7 separate regions of the Mus musculus genome follow, and regions 1, 3, 4, 5, 6 and 7 are each linked to region 2. The links are chromatin contacts, called in public HiCAR-type and promoter capture Hi-C maps. All regions are on one chromosome and are shown on one strand. The core of a region is the stretch at or near the end of the contact, and the rest is flanking DNA. Distances in the headings are between cores, read along the strand shown. Region 1 holds the start of Ikbkb (inhibitor of kappaB kinase beta). Region 2 holds the start of Tacc1 (transforming, acidic coiled-coil containing protein 1). Region 3 holds the start of Vdac3 (voltage-dependent anion channel 3). Region 4 holds the start of Thsd1 (thrombospondin, type I, domain 1). Region 5 holds the start of Smim19 (small integral membrane protein 19). Region 6 holds the start of Mrps31 (mitochondrial ribosomal protein S31). Region 7 holds the start of Ap3m2 (adaptor-related protein complex 3, mu 2 subunit).

Region 1 (2,998 bases), core at 471-2,970, 2.5 Mb before region 2:
AGTAACTGGTCTGGCAGAAATGAAGATATTCTAAAGAGATACTTTTAAACATTGGATGCCAGAGAGATGGGAAATTCCCCAGAAATTTCATGTTGGGAGAGAAAAAGCTCCCAGCCAGAGGGGGAAATTGTCTTCTGGGTTACAGATTTCTAACACATTCTCAGAAAAATCTCACAGGATGACAAAACCAGGCCAGTGGTAGGCTGGACCACAGTACTGCTTAGATGTGAGTATCCTTGGCGTTCTATTTAGACCTTAACCTAATTTTAGGATCATGGAGATGGACTTGGTGGGGGGGGATCTGTCTGTCCTTCTTCCTAATGTGACCTCAGTGAATGAATCCCTTGCTTTCCACTATTAATTTGCCTATTTTAATTGGCTTATTGAGGACTCAGCTTAGGGCACAGGCCATGACCCCCAAGTTTGATAGTCACACATCACGTCTGATACTCAAGTATCCTGAGGTTAGTAAGTACTCTTTAGCGGAAACATCACAAGTACTGTGTGCTCCTGAGGCACTGTGATGAACTCATTACCCAAATCGGATAAAATAAGTCTCCCACAGTAAACAGCCGAGCTAGAGAGAGTCCTGCCAAGAATCTCAGCGTACTTACTGCCAGCCCCCTCCCCCAAATTTTTTTTGGAAGAACACAAACTTTTAACATGAGCAACGCACATCAGACACATAAGGACTAAAATAATAGGAATAAAAATTAGATCCAAAAATGAAATCAGTCCACATCACTCAGCATTATATGGCGGCACATGGAAAAGAAAGAAAGAAAGAAAGAAAGAAAGAAAGAAAGAAAGAGAGAAAGAAAGAGAAGAGAAAAACCTTGGGGTTATCAACTACCTAAAATATTTTAAATAAAGTTATTTAAAATGTTTTTTATTGCTCTCATCTTTTTAACACTGCCTGTATTCTACAACATTTATCACAATGTAATGTATTACGTGCTAGTCTAAATATTAGTAGAAATATAATTTCAAAATACTTGGAATGACAGCTTACTCCCTCATGTGTCCTTCTAAGTGGCATGGTTATTAAGGTTTTTTAAAAAGAGTCAGTTTAGCAGCTCACAGATCCCCTTTGCAGTCCTTTTTCTTACGCTCCCATTGGACAACGCCAAGGTTAGGCAGGGATCCACCCATTCACACCGGGCCAGGTCAGAAGAGGCGCCAAGAAAGCTCACCCACCTTCCTGGTGCCAGAGCCCTACCTGATTGTGCCACCGGATGACGTTTCCAAATCCCCCGGTCCCCAGGCGTTCTTTCATTTCCCAGGCTCCACATGTCTGGGTTGGGAGGGACGGTGACCAGCTCATATCGATGCCCTGCTAACTCTAGAAGCAAGCAGGGAGAGAGGACAAGTTGAGAGTAAGAAGAACACTGGAGCTCAAGAAGCAACTGGGAGCAGCAGTGGCTGCTGCCCTGCAAGGGGAGGCTAGGACACCGGTGTAGTTAACAAATAAAAGTTGCGGCGGCCGGGCCCACCGGTGGGTCCGCTCAGCATCGGGCGCGGCGCAGCCACGGACCCCGGGGAGAGGCGGAGCGCACACCCGGGTGAGCCGGTCCACGCGCCGCGAGCCGCCCTCGCGTGGGACTCACCTGCCCCGGGGGCCGCGGGGCCGCCAGCGACACCCGCTGAGGACATGAAAACTCGGGGTCCCCACGCAGCCAGCCCAGCGCCACTTCCTCAAACACTTCCTGCCCTGACGTCACGGGTACTAGACGGCTCTTAAAGGGGACGCGCGAGCCACTGGCTCTCGGAGACGCAGCCACAGCCAGCCAAGGTGCTGGACCTGGCGGCGCAGGACCTGGCGGCTTGGAGAGCTCTTCTTCACCCTGGCACTTTTTAGGCTGAGCTTGATCCGACTGGCTAGGCAGTTAATAAGGGGAGAATCTGCCGAGCCCCGACTAGTGCTGACTTAGAGGCTGTCCTAAGAATTGCCTCCCTGTCCTCCCACCGCTCCTGGTTCAGTATTAAGAATAATCAACCATCCTGATGCTCCTCAGAAAGTAACACACCACCATCCCCCTCAAAGAGGAAGGGAGGAGAGGGAAGAGTACAGAGACAAAACAAAAAACTAGCACTGTCTATCAAAAATGGAGTTTGAGCACTGGGAGCATAAAGAAATTACTAGTTATTAGGTCAAGAGGCTGGGTATTGTCTTCTCCACCAGGACACCCCACACGCCTACCAGCATCCACCCCTGCCTCTAACAAGCCAGGTTCAGCCGCTCACCTCCCATAGCCTAATTCACGATACAATTACCAATGGAAAGGAGAAAAAGAGGTTTATTCAATGTGACTACATTGGGGAAAGACAGCGATCTAATCTCTCTCACCCATACCTCTGCCGATCCAAGTCTAATTTTGGGGTCCTGCCATGAGGTTTGGGTTTAAGTGGAAGGCAAGTGGTATACATAACTAAGTAGTCATGCTCAATATATGTTCTGGTCCACCATCGTTGTCTAGGCTCCAGTTTCTCCTATGATGTGGCGTTTGTCAGACGGTGTGAAATCTCTGCTCCTCTGAAGGTGGCACAGTGGCTCCAGGCTTCTGACATTTACTGGCTTTTTAGATCCGAACCCAGCAGCGGACAGCGACCAGCAAGGCTAACAAAGTCTCCCTGGATTGAAAGCCAAAGATCTTTGTGGGATAACCTGGGGACTCTAAGCGTTTGAACTCAAGAATAGAGCAAATAAAGAACTTCTCACTCTTTTATTATTAAAGCAAGCAAAACATGAGATGATGTTTACAGAGAGCTTAAGCAAATACAAGAACAGCAAGTGAAAAAACACTTGGTATTATGTCTTATCATCCTTGCACCTGTGGGAAAAAGCCAAGAATATTCCTCCCAGGACCCCACCCTTCCCACAGAGAGAACGTGGACATCCCAAGCCATACCCTTCATGTCGCCCCTTTTGAGAGCATCCACTTTTTATGGGGTTTGCAATTATTTCTAGAAGGCCACTTGTGGAAGAACATTCTGCACT
Region 2 (3,000 bases), core at 390-2,889:
TAAAGCAAGCTTTGGATCATCAGATGATCAAAACGTTTATGTTACAAAAACAAATCCAAATCAGCAAGGAGCCAGTTCATCCTGTCTGAAGTGGTCCTCAGGGCACGCACACATCCTTTTTAAATTTTTCTTTTTCTTTTTCTTTTTTAAGTTAAAACCAAAAAGGTAGAAAACTCAAGTTTTGTTACCTTGGGGTTTGGCCTCGGGTTCTGCCAATCCCGGTGATGAATCACAAGACTCCTTGAGAGGCGATCTGATTGGAGTTTCAGCTTCAGGAGTCTCAAAATTACCTTCAGAATCCGAGCTGCCGAGGGGGAAAAACGAGGCATTACCACAGTCAACGGTATTTCCAACTGCCTTTAAAACGTACTCAGCCACCAAAGTGCAAGTACAGCGCCTCTAACTTTACAACCAACCAATCCTCAACCCAGCCTGAGAACGGCTGCAGCATTTTCAGCGATGCCCAGCATCCTAGCTCCCCGAAATCTCTTTCGTCCTCTGAAGCTTCTCACCAGGACCTTTTTTTTTTTTTTTTTTTTTTTTTTTTTTTTTTTTTTGTCATCGCTGCCTTTCACACGCACAGACACACACACAAAAAGACTTCCCAATCAACCCTTTCCAGGGGCGTAAAAATTAATATCGCCCCACCCCCCAAACTAAGCCAATTCTAGCTATACTGTTCTTCTCCGTAGGCCTCTACCTGTCTGGAAGTCACTGGAAGCTGAAAATGCCGTCACCTGCCTTCCACAATCACACGTGTGACAGCTCAGCAGAGACCACCATTTCTCACCAGCTGCCAGGGACCTGTCATCACGCGATCCTCTTTTACCAAGGCTGCATTTTAGGACACTGCGGGGCCAAGAAGGGCGGTGGAGCGACTTCTTGCCCACAAGGGGAAAACGCTACAAATCGCACCTGGCCTTATCAACTGCCACTACCCGGTGCCGCTGCGTCGGAGCCGGGGTGTCGACGCTTCGAGAAAGCGACCCAGGCAAACCGGGATGCGCAGACTGCGGATTCGGGGCTGGGTTCAGAAAGCTTACAGCGAAGACAGAGGACGAAAAGCACACGGGCAGACAGAACATCCCGAACTTTCGGGTACACAGCGGGGACCCGGCTGCGGGCAGCAGAGCCGGGAACACGGTTGCGCGCACACAGCATTGACCGCGGTGGGAGGATGGCGCCCGCCTGCATCTCGGCTGGGATGCGGTGTACTTGCCTGAAACTCAGGGATTTGGTCTCGGCTTGCGAGTCCTCTTCCTCCTCGGGGTCGCCCTCGGGACCTCCGGCTTCGTCCTCTCCGGCGCCCGAACCGCGCACCGCGGACCACGTCCACTTGGCCCACTGCACGGGCGACAGGATCTGCCAGGGACTGAACGCCATGAGCGCGGCTGCCGCCCCTGCGGTGGGGGAACGGCGGCCTCTTCCTTCAAAATGGAGGGGCCTTGACAGGCGCCGGCAACGTCGCCGGCGACCCGCGGATGTGGCTCAACGAGCGCCGTCGGGCCGGGCGCAGCGCTTCCTCCCACGGCCCCGCAGCGCCGCTCGCCCCCGCTCCTCCGGGCCGCCGCGCCGAAGCTCGCCCCCGCGCGTGCCCGCTCGCCCGCCCGCTTCTTCCCCCGCCAGCCCTGCTCCGCGTCGCTGGGCTCTGGGGTCCGCTCCCGCCTGGAGCAGCCTCGGCCGCCGCGGAGCCGCGCCCCTGGAGCCGCCCCCTCGGACCGAACTACTGGCGCGGCGCGCGGGGGCGGCCGCTTGGAAGCGCGCTCCCCCCGCCGCGCTGGTCGCGCCCGGCCTTGGGCAGGGGCTGCTCGACCGCGCTCGCCCTCCCCGCGGGATCCGCGCCTGCCGCGCGCCGCGCGCCGCCGCCGTCCATTTCCGAGCGTGTGCGCGCCGCGGCGCTGTTCCTCTTCCCCTTTTATCTGTGTTTCCTGCCGCTAGGACTTAATGGCGTGGCTGAAGCTGCGCTGTACAGAAGTTAAGCCCCTTATTTAAAAACAAAACAACTCAGAACCTCTGTAGAGTGTTGTACCCGATCCTTGACACTGGTCAGCGCCATCCTTGTTACGCCCAGGATTTGGAAGGCTCCCAGGTTACAGAAGAATTGAAGTTGTCTTGCCCTCACCAAGCCACACTCATGAGGGCTCCGGAGTGCCCTGACCTGGGATAGATGCAAAATTGCCCCCTGATAAGACGGCCTGAGCCGTTTCCTGTTGTTCTTTCTTTTCATAACTTTAGGCTTTTTTCAGATAATTCCTGGGTCCTTGGTTTCTGATGTCCTTTGCTTCTTCAGTACAGAGCCATCAAGATCTGGTGACAGTCTTCAGAATAAGGCTTTTACCTCTGAAGGTGAAGAGAAGAATTTTCCCCCCTTTATCTTTGAAGGATTCCACTAAGAGACTGCCCCAGGTCCTCTCTCCCAGTGAATTCATTTCCTCCAAAGCCAAGTTTGAGACCATTAGCTCATCAGTGTGTTTTCCATAATACTGACATTTCTCAGTCTCAGAGAATCTGTGAGGTGGCTACAATTCCCACAGAGAGTGTGCCTCCAAAATTCAGAACAAAGTCAGGCGAAGATTTTCAGGATGCTCATGAGCTTACCCTGAAAGAAGCTGGCACCACGTCGTGTACTGCAGATGAATCACAAATGTCTTATACACTTCATAACAAAGACAAGCAAACATGTAAGATAAGGCTTGGCAGGTATCCTACCATAATAAAAAAAAAAAAAAGGCAGGAGTATACTTTAGAGCCCATTACTGCTTCTTGCCTGAGATAAACACGACTGTCAAAAGTGTTGAAAGACTTTTTTTTTAAAAATGTGAGCGGAAGTCATTTTGTTTTAGGTCTACAAGAACTATGCCAAGACTATCCAACTGTCGTTGTCTTGGGTTTATGATCAAGCAAATCTTCAGATTAGAAACCCCTGTAGCTTGAAAATAGTACCCATGTAAGTCCTTACCTGGGCTTGATCATTCCTCCTCCTCGAGACTGCTACCCTCT
Region 3 (2,982 bases), core at 480-2,979, 2.6 Mb before region 2:
CTCAGTCAGTCCAACTCTTAATCCAATTCCTGCTAGGCTTTTGCCTATAAATAAACAGGGCCTTGGTTTATAGCCCAGGCTCACCTCAAACTTACTGTGTAGCAAGGTTGACCTCTCTCAACATATGATAGTCCTTAGCTTCCGGGGAGCTAGGATTATAGCTGTGTGCCACCATATTCAGCAAGACTTATGTCCTAACTGGAAAGTCATTGAAAATTTGTACCTGTCACATGCACACACTATGATATAAAGTTAAGAGGAAAGAGCATACAAAAAAAACATATATAAAGTCGGGGCAAAGGAGATGGCTCAATTGGCAAAGTGTCTGTCACACAAGCATGAGGAACTGCATATGAGGACCCACACAGCACTGGGGTAGGGAAAGTGCGGAGACAGGAAGACTTCTCAGTTCAGTGAGGAGACCTATACCCAACATCAACCACTGGACTCCACATGCATACGGATGTGCACACAAACGTGTACATACACCACATAAACAAGTTCACACACACACCCAAAATTTATAGAGAAATGGGGATGGCGTATGGGTAAAGCACTTATCTTACATAGAAGAGGATCTATAATTGATGCCACGGGTTTTATCCAAGGCATCAATCAAAAGGAAAAGTTAAGGAGTCAAGGCAAATGAGTGGTATTGATGTTCTACATCAATCTATAATAAAATTCTGCTCTATGTTACAGAGTTTGGAGTCCACTAGCAGGGTAATTTTACAGTCCCGGTAGTAATGTAAATCTTTTGCCATCATTCTAGGAGGGAGGAAACACAGGTCTTACGTATTCAGACAGAAACGTTTATACAGTTTTAGGTTTTCATACTGATCAGGGAGAAAATAAACCAAGGTGGTCGAAATGTCTAAGTGCTATTTACAAGCTGCGTTTAGCGTTTTTGATCCACTGTTTCTCAAAAATCATCACTTTGCAAAAGTCAAGTGGATAACTGAAGTCGTTCATGCCCAAACTGTCCCTTACTCGGACCCATGATTCTAATGGGAAATGCACTGCTGGTATGATCAAGCAAAAAAATCGAGAAAACCCGGACTCCATGTTACTCGAGAGTCAAGCTACAACCTCACAATCATCTTAGCGCTACAAGACAGCTATGCACCATGCCCTGAGGCTGCATTAGAGCCTGAGAGGACGACAAAAGGCACTAACTAGAGGAGACAGCTTCTCTTTTGTTCCTTGTTTCTGCTTTTTAAGATGCATGAAGAGCATCCACCCTTCGGCCGTCGGGAGTGCAAGACACGCCTGACAAGTGCTGGACACACCAGACAGCGGGGTGAGGACAGGGTCGGGTGTAGGTTTGGGGTTCCGGGACTCGTCCTCTCTAGAAACCGCCCGCCTTCCAGCCTGGCCCCGGGCAGACCGCCAGTGCGCACGCCGGGTGCGGCGGAAGGTCGCGGCCGGCCCAGGGCGGCGACTCCCGCCCTCAGGCGACCAACAGGGTCCGGGCAGCGGAGTCTCCCCTGCCTCGCCTCGCCCTAGGTCGGCGCCCCTCAGCTCCTCCTCCGTGGCCTCGGCCGGCTCCTCAGGCCCGCCGGCCATCCGCCCACCCGGCCCGCGGCAGCGGTCGCCTCACCTACAACCCGAGGGTGGGCCCGTCCCGCTCCACCAAGGCAACGCTGAAGGTCTTCTCGAACCAACGCCGTCTGCGCCTGCGCGACCTCGCTCCCCCGCCGCGCCTGTGCGCCTGCGCGCCCGTCGTCCCCCAGCGCGAGTGCGCGCGGCGCGGCGCCGCGCCTCAGACCAGACGTGCAAGGGGCCCCGCGGCGGGCGCCTAGGCCAACTGTCCGGCTGCGCGTGCGCGGGCGAGTGCGCGGGCGCAGTGGGGGCCCTGCTGGCGGGTGACCGGCGCGGGGTGGTGTGGAAATGGCCGAAAGGCCTTTGAGGACCTTTGCTGGGCCGGGAGGCGCGGCTCTCGCGAGAATGTGCCAAAGCCGTAGCTACTGTCCCCTGAAGGGGCGCGGGCGGGCAGGGCGCCAGCAGAGACCCAGGGCGGGCTCTGCGGACGCGAGCTGCCAGCCAGAGTGTCGCTCCCAGACCCTGCCACCCTCTCTATGGTGGATGACTTGCAGGTCTTTATGGGAACTTCGTCCCAGGTCAACTGTAATTTTAAAATGTGAGTCTTCTCAGTTGGAACGATGAGAGAAAACCCAGGCCCTAGAGGTTAGGCGACTGCGGGCTTCTAGAGCATGCAAGTTAATTCAAGAGAGAGAGAGGATGGAGAGAGAGCTCTTCTTAGAAGAGAAATCAATGTCGCAGGAATTGTGCAAGGAACACACCACTGCTTTAGAGCCACCTTAGTGACAACCGATTCCCCAGCAAACGGTTAAGGAGATCCCGATGGTTCCCAGGACTCACTCACTCCGCGGATTATTTACTGAAGAGGAAAGGACCTTCACAGCCAGAAAATCGCCTTCACCAAGTGACTAAAGCTAACTTCAGGTGCCCTGTCATTCACAGAAAGGGACACAAGTCGATATTCTTATATTCTTGGTTGTGAACCTAGCCTTTAACGGCTGAGCCATCTCTCCAGCCCACGAGTCAGTATTCTTAACAAAGCATGTAATTTGTCTATGGGCGAGAAAGCAAATCCAAATTAAGGGACGTTCTGCGAAGCAACTGCTCAATCTTCAATGTCATGAAAGATGAAGAAAAGGGTTTAAGAACAAAAAGATGTAATGCTAAAGTGTTTTTGTGAGTCTCAGTTGGACTGTGGATAAAACAAAAGGGCTATTGAACACAACCAAGCAACTGAGGAGATTTGAGTAAACTACACTAGTACACTAGTACTAGAGCAACGTAGAATCTGAGGGTACTGTGCCTTGGTTATGTACAAATGGCCTTTTTGGAAATATTTGTTGATGTTTCTACCGCTAACTCTTTTTATTGAAAATAATTTTTCATACACTATATCCCGGTCATGTTTCCCCACCCCCAGCTCCTCCCAGATTCCCCCAA
Region 4 (2,700 bases), core at 75-2,574, 3.0 Mb before region 2:
CTTTAACTGCTATATTCCTTTTATTGCAGAGGAAAGCTGGGATTGGGCAACTCAGGGCTACCTGGAATCACCAAGTGCGACCATAAGACTTTACCCGCTGAACTCTACACAGGCGCTTCCATTGAGATTTTTTTAAATTGCATTTTGTTTTTTGTTTTCAAAACCAATAGTCCCAGGAACTATCTGATGTTCATATGGCAGGCACGAATTTGAAAGGGATCCTACCTTGAGCTGATGAATGACAGAGCAGATCGTATTGACGGCAGTGAGAACTTCCTTGGTCACTTGGTTGATTACTCCCTAGAAAAACTTGACCTTTGATGGCATCTAAGTGACTGCGCTGTCTTTTAAGATCAACTTTCTGCAACTGGCATAATCTCCAAACTTGAGGCGAAATTTACAAGCCAACCATTGGCTCCCCCTCACCAACTTGCTAAGCAAGAGCTCCGCTGCTGCTCTGTATGTAGTGCCTCGCCCACAGTCTGCCTCCAGGAACAGGCTCTCGTTTGTACAGTCCAGGCTGACCAGGTATGTGAAATCCTGTTTCCCCAGTTCCTGAGATTACAGGCACATGCCCCACATCCAGTCTCATGGGTCTGACACATGCACAGTAAATCCACACAACTCGGTCCTAACATGCTTCACTCCTCGAGAGTTTCCTGGTACCTCTTGCTGGGTGCTGGCCATCTAGAGGCTATGCTGATTTCTATTACTAAATTTGTCTGTTAAGTGGTTGTTACACGCAAAAGAAAGCTCACTGCACAGCGCTGGATGGCAAGTGCAGCTGTTAAACCACGTGAAACGTAGCCTCCGGTTCTTTCAGAAAGAAAATACTTGTAGAATAGACTTTTTTAAATGTTTATTTTTAAAATGTTTAATTAACCAAGTTTTGCTCCAGAGGAAGAGAAAGGAAAATGCGCTTTATCTGAAGTATATTCCTTTCAAACTCCAGTGACATTTGGGGGAGCAAGTTTAGAAATTACCCATACCACTTTTTGGCTCTTCTTGTGATCACCCTCCAAAAGAAAATGACATGGGGGAGAAGTGAATGGTTTAAGTGCAAGGCTGCTGGCTCTCTCTTAAAGCACTGGGTCTTTGCAGCGGGAAGTGGACTGTGGGTGTAAATACGTGCTGCACTAGCAGCGACCACACCTCCTAGCAGGGCCTCTGGACCCAGAGTTTCCTGCAGGTTTCCTCTCCACAGGGCAAGCTAGGGGCGGGCAGGAAAGGAAGATGCGCTGCCCAGGAGTGGGAGCGGGGCGGACCTCTTGCGCTTGACCCCCGCCCTCTGAGAGCCCGCCTCGGGGCGTGGTCCCGGCAGCCTGGGAGCGTGCCGGAGCTCTGGACCCGGGCGGGCGTGCAGCTGCGGGACGGGAGATGCTCGGTCAGTCACCCTGTGGCCGCTGAGGCTCCCCTCTCACTTCCGCCGTGCCAGACAGACCCGACCCGAGGTAAGGATCCGAAGCTCAGGTGGCCCACCACCAGGGCGGGCACCTGGCGCAGGCGTGGCCGAATGACGGGACTCTCAAAGGCAGGAGTTCAGATTGGAACCTTTGGAAACTCAACGTTGCGACATACGTTTGTGGCTTTCCAAAAGTCTCTTTCTGGGATACTAACAATAAGCAATGACCTCAGTAACAAGTTTTATGCTGACTACCACTGGACTGGGTTTGCACCCGGGAACTTGAAGCACCTCTGGAAAGTGAGTTGGTAGGAGAGCAGGGCTTCACGGGGGACGCACAGCTCACCCCATGGTTGGGATAGAGAAAGCTTGTTCAGAAGCGCAGCTCTGGGATCCAGATTGCCTCCTAACAGACATTATTCCTGGATCTATACACAGAAGCCTTGCTTGTGAAATTACTTTGTTTCTCCTTCTATTCTTTTATTTTCCTCCTTTTATTCTTTAACGATGTCCTGTGGATATAAATTAATTTTCCTTTGTTGTCGGCTATGAATCATTTAGCTGCTTTCTGAAAAGCTTGGCTTTAAGGGGGGGAGGGGGTGATTCTGTTAGCCATTGAGAATATCCACACACACTTTTCTCCACTTTCTCGGCTGGGACTTTTACTGTTTTTCTTAGCTCCAAAGGTTCAAACCCAGGGTCTCTCACATGCTAGGCAAGTCCTCTACCACCCAAGCCCTATACAAAGCATTTCAAACATCTTGAAAATGTTCCCACTTTCCTACTTTCTTAAAATGATTCTCAGCACCAAACATTTTACTCAGCAACTACTCAGGGAATTGGGGACGTGGTGAAAAAAGGTAATAATCAGTAGTGCCCCCTCCCATTTTAGAGGCTTATTATAATCATCATCATAGTGCATGCCCTAATGCTCAGGTAGACTGCGTTCTATAATTCCATCTCTGTCCAGCTCTAAGTACAGATCATCACACAGGTCTGTATTTAACCACCCATCTTCATAAGCAAGAAAATGCAATCACAGAATCAGTGATGAGAAAGAGTTTTAAGAAGAATATTATCTCCGAGAAGCAAGCCATCCAAGAAAGCTGAGTTCACCTTTCCGGAGGCCGCTGCTAGGTGGTGTCCTATTATGTTGTCTAGGCTGGTCTCAGACTCCTAGGCTTAAGCCATCCTCCTGCCTCAGATTTTGGGGGGAGCTACAGATGCTGGGGCCACCATGGGATGCTTCCTCTGAGTCTTTCATCTGAAGTCTTAAAGTCGTGTTCCCCATCCAAATT
Region 5 (2,700 bases), core at 173-2,672, 2.7 Mb before region 2:
TATGCAATAACACCGCTGCTCCACAGGTCCTGGGTGGATGAGTTTCCTTAGACCCACAGTTTAAAGGGTCTGCACTGAAGCTAGGCCTCTCCTGCTAGTCCTGACACCATCAAGGCCACGCTTTGGAAGAGTCAGGAATGGAGAGTTCAGAGTCCACAGTGCAGACATGGAGGTACTTTAACCACGCCTCCCACGCACTTTGTGTAACCTAACCAAGTGTGAGGATATGCGCCTTTCCCCTTCAGTCTAAAGTAAAATGTCCAGGGGTTGGTTCATTTCAGGCAAGTTAATGCTCTAGTAGATTGATGCTGAGAGTGACATTCTGGGCTCTTATGGGAAAACTGACATCTTCCCTCAGCTGTCCGGTGATGTAATGTTTAAACTATTATTGCATTAGAAAGATGCTAGCTAGATGGAGCTGATTTAAGCTGCAGGTTAAACACGCATATTAAGAGATCATGACATCAAAAAACGCATCCATCGGGATTTAGTTTAAGGCTGACCTCCTTTTGGGTGACAAAATCCTTTTCAGGTAATCATGAGACATTATCCTAAGTTTTAAAGTTTGTCCACTCCGTTCTAGAACCTGCCACCTCGCTTGGAATGCTATTTTCTGCCTCTCACGTGGGACTTTTGTTACTCTCTCACGGAAATTCAGACTACACATAATTTCTAACAACGGAACCCAAACACCATGAGGGGAAGATTCATTCTCCTGACTCTCTGAAGCACTGCGACGTTTGAGGTCCTAAAACAGACGGGAACAAGGTCACAGGCTTTCACCCCATCCTAGAGGACGGAGCATAGCTGAGGCCTGTGGACTGCGCAGTACACGTTCGAGTAATTTTTTTTTTCTTTTTGCACCCATCCTGCTTTGACGCACTGCAACTCAATAACAGGTGACAGTGGTGGCTCTGAGATCCCAAGGCCACAGGGACCCGGGGAACGGGAGGCGCAGAGGTGGCACACAGATCTGACGCCCAAACCTGGCCTCCTCCAGCCGCCGCCCCCCTCCCCCGAGCCTGTGCAATCTGTTCCAGGTGACATACAGGACAGTCCTCCCGCGACGGGACGCCGCACGCTCCCGCCGGCGTCTCTGCGGGCTCCGGGGACCCTAGGCACGCTGCAGCCGCCCCGCTCACTCCGCCCGCAGAGACACCCAGGTCGGGATCTGACCCGCAGCAGCTCGCAGCCCGCGGCTGGGCCCGGACTGGACGGGACGGGGCGGGGCCGGGACGGGGGCGGGGCGGTGACGCAGCCGCGCGCGGGCGGGCGAGCGAGCGGGAGAGCGGGCGGGCGGGCGCTCGGCGGCTGCTGAGGTGCGGAGGCCGCCGCGCCGAGCCGCTCCGCTCCGCTCGGGCTGTTCCGGGAGTCGGGCGGGGAGCGCGGGCCGAGACCCAGCGGACCGGACGACCTCGCCTTCGTCACTTCCTGCCGGCCCGCGGTTTCCGGAGGGAACGAGAAGCCAGGTTTTGTTATTGGTTTTTCTTCCTTCCCTCTGTGCGGGATCGGAGCCCGACGCCGCGGCGGCACCGCGTGCCGCGTGTGGCGGGAGCCGAGCGCAGCGCGGTGCAGCGCGGCGGTGCGTCTCTCCGCGCGCCGCGGCCCGGGTCGGCGCGGGCGGGAAGCGGCGGGCTCAGGCCGGAGGGCGCCGAGGCTCCTCCGCGGTGGGGCGGTCTCGGGGTGTCTGCGCGTGCTCCCGGGACGAAGCTGGCTGGCTGGGTTCTCGGTCTCCTCATCTTCCCGGCTGTGAGGCCGAGGCGACTGCTCTCTCGCATCTTTGCTTGAATGGCTAGGGTGTTTTTAAAAGAAAAAGAACAAAAAAGAAAAACACCATTTGCGTGGGGGGACTTGAATAAGGTTACGTTTTCCAGGGTGAGGCAGGTGGTGATCGTTAATGAGTGAGTGCAGTTTCGCCATTAAACCGATCAGTCGGTCCCCCCAGGTTAGTGCGGCCATGCAAATAAAGCGGCCCATTGTCCACGTGCTTAAGGGCTTAGCAATTCCAGCAGGGCAAGTTCTCCGGGATCATCTGACTTCTTGTTACCATTCTTGCTCGCAGTGTAGCGGTTCTCTTGAGTTGGCGTGCAGAGATAAGAGCAAATAATTAGACTGTAACTTTTCACAAGTTGTCTTGCCTATTACAAACTCACCTTCCCTTAGGATCAGTAACATGTTTTTGTAGTATCAGTGTATGTGCGTTTACGTATATTATACACACAATCATTTATATAATTTTTAAACCATTTAGTTTGAGTTTAAAGTTAGAGAATTAGAAAGAGTAGTACACGTGGTGTTTGCTGCCTGTTTGCCGGGACAGTGCCAGATGTTCATAGATGTTTTATATCAGTTCATTCTCAAGGGGAACTTCTTACATAGGCGTAGATTGTTCAGTTTCTCAATACTTAAGTTTGATTAGCTCGCACCACTATGTAGAACGTTGGCTTTAAATAGTTGTTTCTCTTCTGAAAATAAGGGTGCTGATCACAGAATAACTTAGCAAATTAGTGTGGCTTTAGAAAGAAGTTCATAGAAGTGTGTTTAGTCCATTTGGGTGTATAAGAGTTTTAAAAGCCTTGTGGCTCTTTTCTTACTCCTAAGTGCCCATTATATAACATGGTCAGAAGTTGATCTAGATAGGGTGGGCACCAGGCAAAGGTACAGAGCCGTTACTCAAATTTGGGGTCCTTTGTATTTCTT
Region 6 (2,798 bases), core at 63-2,562, 2.8 Mb before region 2:
AAATAAGTTTTAATTTAATGTTTCTGATATTGGAGGAATATACTTGGAGTTATAAACTACTGTGTGTTGTTGCTCCTGTTCTTACAAAGATATATTTGGCCAGTACAGAGAAATGCAATATATTTGATTATAAATGCCTTCTGCCTTGTAATTAATATAGTATATTATATATTAGATCTAACCTCAGTGATAAATGCATTTTGAAGCTTGAAAAGAGTTGTAATAAAATTGTCTGTACCGTTGCAAAAAAAAAAAAAAATCCCTGAGAAAATAACACTAGCTGGTCTGAATTCAATGGGTCCATGCAGGTACTCAGTTTCCATTCAGAGATTCATCAGGTGAACCGGATCTGTCTTGGATCCCCATATCGTGGCGCTATAATTGTCCATGTTAAAAACAAACAAACAGAAACCCTGGTACTCTTATCCTAAATGGAATGAGAGATATTTTATTCTGGAGCCATTTTGAGAGACTGTGGCTCAGATACACAGATCTTGATTAACCCAAGTTCCCACATTCAAACATGGAAGTAGTTTCATTAAATTTTTATAGTTTTACAGAACAAGGTAAATTATAAATCAAGGTTAAAGTACATCGGTGGGTATATCAGAGGAGTAGATACAGCAAGTTGGGGAAGCTTTTCTAATAGGTCTATAGGCCTAAGATTCAAAGGGTTAGTTCCAACAGAGGTGGCAAGGACTGGTTGTCCGGGTTGGGGAGGTGCTAGAACCAGCCCAAAATAAGATAATTAAATTAATTTCTAGACCTGCAACATTCCAATCTCTCTAAAGTACTACGGTTCTAATCAGCCGATCAGTCTCTGCAGTCACAACTTCTTTCCAGGAGTTCTCATCCACAGTCCCCATAAAAGAAGGCTCCAGCAACAACCACGATCCCTTAGCAATTTCCCTCATGTGCATCCATCAATATTGACAGCAAGTCCATCTTTAATTTGCACTATCGCTTGACTCAAATTATCTTGCTTATTTTGCAAATCCGTGGGATTGTTTCCTTTTAATTCATCGGAAAAGAGGTGAGGAACACCTAGCCCCAGACCTTGACCAGGAGCAACTGTCACAGAGACAACCGCTGCGGACTCGCCCCGTCACTCACGGAAGGGCAGGACAGGGAGTTCTGTTAGTTCTCTACGGCTCCAGTCAGCTCAGTTGTTCATCCTGTTCACTTTCTCCGGTCTGCATCTTTATGGAACCTCGATATCCACTCCATCCAAAAAGGAAGCAGCAGGATCGAGCCAGCCAAAGACCCAGGAACATAATGATTGGTCTCCGTTTCCTACCGGAATCCAAAAGGAGCGGAACAGTGCAGGCTGGAAAACATCTCGGAGGACATTTTTGGCAGAGGGACGAACCAGTTCAGCTGTGCACTTCTTGGCGCTTGTGCTTCCGGCTGTGCTCTGGTTTGAGTTTGTATTTACACGATGCTCCACAGAATCCCGGCATTTCTACGCCCTCGCCCTTTCTCGGGCCTCCCTTTGTCCTGTGGAAACCGGGACGTCTCGGTGGCTGTGCTACCCGCGGCTCAGTCCGGAGCTGTGAGGTAAGGTGGCCCAGAGCTATTGGCCGCGCCGGGCTTCCAGGGCTCGCTTGCCCTCTACTTGCCTTGCAGCGACATTTTTTTCCAGCCCCCGGGGTTGGATACTGTAAGCGTAGGCTCTTGGAAGCGGTTGTTCGAAGTGTGGGTAGAAAGAAATCGTAGAAGGACAAGGCAGCTTGTCCGATGCCGTGATGAGTGTGGCAAACAGCCATAACAACAAGTCTTGTTTCTTGTCCCGCGGTCTTTCTGCTGCAAATCTATCCCTCATCCTGCTTGCTGTTACTTCTCTTTGTACGGACTCGAAAAGAGAGGTCGTTTTCTTTCATCTTCTATGCTTCCCAAGAATTTTTATAGCCTCGTTAATGCTTCCCTCCTTTATTCCCTACTGCATTATTTAAAGTGCGTTTATGTCAGCTACCGATGTTGAGCTCCGAATAAAACAGTCCTACCATTCTGGACAGTAGTATACTTCCATTGAGGAGGTGATTCAAGTAGAGTGAAGATAGCATGGGTAAGCACAGAGTTCATTCTCTCAACAGATAACTAGAGGAGAGCAAATAGAGACATCTCGAAGTTGTAAGAGGTTCATGGTATTCTTTCTGGGCACGCCTGTCCTCAACGCCTATCTCAGTGCTGAAGCAAGATAGCAGTGGAGATGGAAAGGATCAACTCCGTGAAGGAGTCTGCACAAAATAAAGTGAACAGGATGTGACCTATAATGAAGTAACGGAGTGGTCAAAAGGAGTGACTATTTCTGCTGATTGCTCTAGAGAACTGACAGAAGGAGAAAGATGTTTCAGAAAGATTCTAAAATGTCTTAGCATTTTAAACTTGCAAGATGAATTTTTATTGTAGGATCCTACACTGCAGGGTGAAAAATGTGAAGTCAGTCTCTGAGGGAAGCCATGTGGTGCTTTTGGTGATGTTGGGGATTTGAATTCAGGGCTTCAAAATTAGTGGAAGCTCATGAGGTATTCTCAAAGAAAAAAAAAGCTCATATGAGCATTTAGGATAATAGTTTTATTACTTTATGCTAGGGAACATTCATGGTTTTCCTGTAATACAGGTTTTGTGTGTGTGTGTGTGTAGTGTCAGAGCACTCTTGAAAGGAAACGTTGTGCTAAATAAAATTAATATGTGTGACTTGTTCTTCTGATTTTCCTATGTCAAGGTACCTTCAACATTAACTTTCAGAAATAATAACTGTTTGAATTGTATCATATTGATATCTCAAGAGTTCTGTG
Region 7 (2,785 bases), core at 195-2,694, 2.4 Mb before region 2:
TTTGATACTGCCAACACGACACTGTCATCCACAAAAACACCCTCAGGAAGCATACAAGTCACAAAACGAGATGGGAAAGCAAATGTCCCCATGACTTAAGGAAGTTTACCGTTTTGTGTTGGGCAACGTTCCTAGCTGTCCTGGGCCACATGTGGCCTGCAGGCCACCGGCCAGACATACCTGCTACTATTACATGAGCCCTAAGGATTCTTCCCTTGAATTCCCAATAATAACTAGCAGCCAATTTGTTTGTCTGTTGTAGATTTTCAGTTCTCTGTTATTATTGCCCGAGTTAGATCCACTTAAAACACTAGTTTCAGGCTTGTGAGATGGCTCAGCAGGTGAGGCTTGCTAACGATCCAAACAATGGGATTCAATTTCATTGGGACTCATAACATGAGAGAAGAGAAGTGACAACCTGTTGTTCACATGGGTGCACATAAATATACTTAATTTTCTTTTAAATCCGACTTTGCCAGGCACTTGGGAGCTAAGACAGGAGGATCACAAGTTTGAGACTAGCCTGGGTTACATAACATGATCCTGTCTCAAAAAAACAAACAAAACAAAACAAAACAAAAAAAATCTAGATGAAATAAACAAAGATGTTAGGCACTATTTAAATGGGTAGTGGGCATTTGAAAAGAGGCCGATAGTACTGACATATACTGTAAGATTAGAGACTGGACAGCTTCGGTTGGGAAAAAAGACTCAATTTTAAATATCTTACCACTTATTTAATACTGGTAATATGTTTGGGTCAAATGAAATATATTAAAATTTAACTTATCGTTAGCTTACCACGATTCCTATTCGAAACAGCATATGTGATGTGCTTTCTACTTCTCCTGAGCAGAGCCAGCCCCTGGAATCTTTGCCACTGTGATCTTTACTCATTCACTAAGGACCTATTCTCTGAATTATTTGTGCACAAAGCATTCCGCTGGATGCTTAAAAAAAAAATCTCTGGAGACACCCTAGTTTGTCTACAGTGACATCTCCAGGATGAGGCAGCTTTGCTGCACCCAGGGGTGGCCTAGAAGCGAACTGACTTGAGCTAGCACAACTGGTCACATTGCTAAGACCTGTTTTCCTAGTGCCCCAGGAGAGAGTCCAGATCGTCGGCTGCCAAGACAGCCATCGAGAGGTTGCAGCCCAGCAGCCTGCAAGCCTAGGGTATTGGAGGCCCTATGGGCCTTGGGGCTCCAGCCTGAAAACTGTCCAGAAGCAGGGACCCTGGTCCCAGAACTGTGCACCTGCGTTGCCATGGCAACGGCATTTGTAGCCCGGGACTCTTCCCGTACCTCTCTCCCAGGCGACGCCCAACGCAGCCCTTCCCATCCGCGCGCGCCCAGCCCAACCCTACCAGCTTCGACCAGGTCTCAGGCTCCGTTCCGGCTCCGCAGCGCAGTCGCGCTGCGCAGTGCTCCTTGCACGAAGGCTCCGCCCCCTCCTCACCGCTCTCACGTTGATTGGCCAGCCGCTCCCCGGCTGCCGCTCCTGCGCTCTGATTGATCGCCGTTCGCTTGCTAGGCTCTAGCATCCGATTGGTCTTTATTGAAGGTCCGGTAACCTTCAATTGGTGTAGCTCTGAGACTCCAAGCCCCGATTGGAGGATGAAGACAGTCGGTCATCCAGTCACAAAGGGCCTCCGGGGAGCTAGAAAGTGACCGGAAAGGTAAAATGATTCCCGGGATGCTTCTAATTTAATGCATCACAGATAACCAATCATAACTAACCTCCATTACACAGGTGCACTTAAAAAGCGACTGCTTGCCGGGCCTGTGGCGCAGGTCTTTAATCCCAGCACTCAGGAGACAAGCAGAAGTATCTCAGTGAGTTCGAGGCCAACCTTGTTGTCTACACAGGGAGTTCCAAGCCAGCGGGAAAGAACCGGGAAGAATAGAGGAAAGGAGGGGAGGGGAGAAGACAAGAGAGGAAAGGAAGGGAGAAAAGTAGAGACGTAGTGGGGAGGGGGGAGCAAGGCAGAGAAAGAGTGACAGACAGACAGATAAGACTGACTTCTCCTTCCAGACTCTCAGTTCCCAGATCCGATAATGAAGGTGTTGGGGCAGGTCTTTGAAACCACCTTAAATTTAAAGAGATCACAGGTTACTGTGACTCGGGAAAGTGTGAAGCAGAGATCCGATGGAAATTTTATCTTCAGTTAGATTAAAATGAGGCATTCGGTAAGATGAAGTGTGAAGGGGGTTGCAAAAACTGCTGGGCACACTGTAAGATGAAATGACAAACTGCGGTGATGACGGTCGTGCCAATCTAGATGAGTCTCCGAAAGGTCTCTGGCAGTACCTAAAAACAAGAGGCCCTACCTCAAATCAGATGGAAGGTGAGGAGTGATATTCTGACTCCTACAAGTGTTTCCATGCACAAATGCAAACGCGTACCTCATACATGCAAAAACGGGTGTGTGTGTGTGTGTGTGTTTATTTTCCCTTTCGTTTTGTTACTTGAGACAGTTTCGCTGAACAATTCTGGCTGGCCGGGAAGTCTCCAGATCGGGACAGCTTTGAACTGTTTCCCTCTGCCTCCCGCCTCCGGAGTGCTGGGATTAAAGGCTTGTGCTGCCCACCTGGTCGCTACTCACCCGGGGCCGGGCGCGCGCGGGGGAGGGGTGTGAGAAGAAATTTTAAAAATAATTTCAAAGCTTAAAAAAAAAAAAAAGAACGATTTGTGACATTGCCTCATACGTCCCGTTTGAAATTACAGAAGAAATAGTCATCAAATGAGAAGATTTCCGGAGGAAGAAAAGAGATTGGTCCAAAAA

The links. Promoter capture Hi-C pulls out the DNA fragments that hold promoters and counts their contacts. HiCAR-type assays count read pairs that join an accessible place to other places.
Region 1: a contact with region 2 is called in a promoter capture Hi-C map of embryonic stem cells, with 3 times the contacts expected there. The contact joins the promoter of Ikbkb here to the promoter of Tacc1 in region 2. A contact is called at or near these places in 2 of 39 promoter capture datasets (embryonic stem cells and liver) and 2 of 115 datasets of contacts at active chromatin or transcription factors (bone marrow-derived dendritic cells and pro-B cells).
Region 3: a promoter capture Hi-C map of embryonic stem cells shows a contact between it and region 2, with 4 times the contacts expected there. The contact joins the promoter of Vdac3 here to the promoter of Tacc1 in region 2. A contact is called at or near these places in 2 of 39 promoter capture datasets (embryonic stem cells and liver).
Region 4: a contact with region 2 is called in a promoter capture Hi-C map of liver, with 3 times the contacts expected there. The contact joins the promoter of Thsd1 here to the promoter of Tacc1 in region 2.
Region 5: a contact with region 2 is called in a promoter capture Hi-C map of pre-B cells, with 4 times the contacts expected there. The contact joins the promoter of Smim19 here to the promoter of Tacc1 in region 2. A contact is called at or near these places in 2 of 39 promoter capture datasets (frontonasal cranial neural crest and pre-B cells).
Region 6: a HiCAR-type map of astrocytes shows a contact between it and region 2, with 3 times the contacts expected there. The contact joins the promoter of Mrps31 here to the promoter of Tacc1 in region 2.
Region 7: a contact with region 2 is called in a promoter capture Hi-C map of pre-B cells, with 3 times the contacts expected there. The contact joins the promoter of Ap3m2 here to the promoter of Tacc1 in region 2. A contact is called at or near these places in 3 of 39 promoter capture datasets (hippocampal neurons, liver and pre-B cells) and 3 of 115 datasets of contacts at active chromatin or transcription factors (astrocytes, large pre-B cells and thymic regulatory T cells).

The regions. Positions count from the first base shown.
Region 1 is chr8:22,704,863-22,707,860 of GRCm38.p6, forward strand. It overlaps Ikbkb (inhibitor of kappaB kinase beta), which reads right to left and starts at 1,721. Exons shown (of 22, transcript NM_001159774.1): 1 at 1,608-1,721; 2 at 1,220-1,342. The coding sequence starts at 1,324.
Region 2 is chr8:25,199,903-25,202,902 of GRCm38.p6, forward strand. Tacc1 (transforming, acidic coiled-coil containing protein 1) reads right to left here and starts at 1,640. Exons shown (of 13, transcript NM_177089.5): 1 at 1,220-1,640; 2 at 189-304. The coding sequence starts at 1,383.
Region 3 is chr8:22,592,084-22,595,065 of GRCm38.p6, forward strand. Vdac3 (voltage-dependent anion channel 3) reads right to left here and starts at 1,730. Exons shown (of 9, transcript NM_011696.2): 1 at 1,601-1,730.
Region 4 is chr8:22,225,979-22,228,678 of GRCm38.p6, forward strand. Thsd1 (thrombospondin, type I, domain 1) reads left to right here and starts at 1,325. Exons shown (of 5, transcript NM_019576.2): 1 at 1,325-1,451.
Region 5 is chr8:22,475,457-22,478,156 of GRCm38.p6, forward strand. It overlaps Smim19 (small integral membrane protein 19), which reads right to left and starts at 1,423. Exons shown (of 4, transcript NM_001146117.1): 1 at 1,050-1,423. Slc20a2 (solute carrier family 20, member 2) reads left to right here and starts at 1,244. Exons shown (of 11, transcript NM_011394.3): 1 at 1,244-1,469.
Region 6 is chr8:22,410,028-22,412,825 of GRCm38.p6, forward strand. Mrps31 (mitochondrial ribosomal protein S31) reads left to right here and starts at 1,313. Exons shown (of 7, transcript NM_020560.2): 1 at 1,313-1,557. The coding sequence starts at 1,439.
Region 7 is chr8:22,804,210-22,806,994 of GRCm38.p6, forward strand. It overlaps Ap3m2 (adaptor-related protein complex 3, mu 2 subunit), which reads right to left and starts at 1,445. Exons shown (of 9, transcript NM_029505.3): 1 at 1,367-1,445.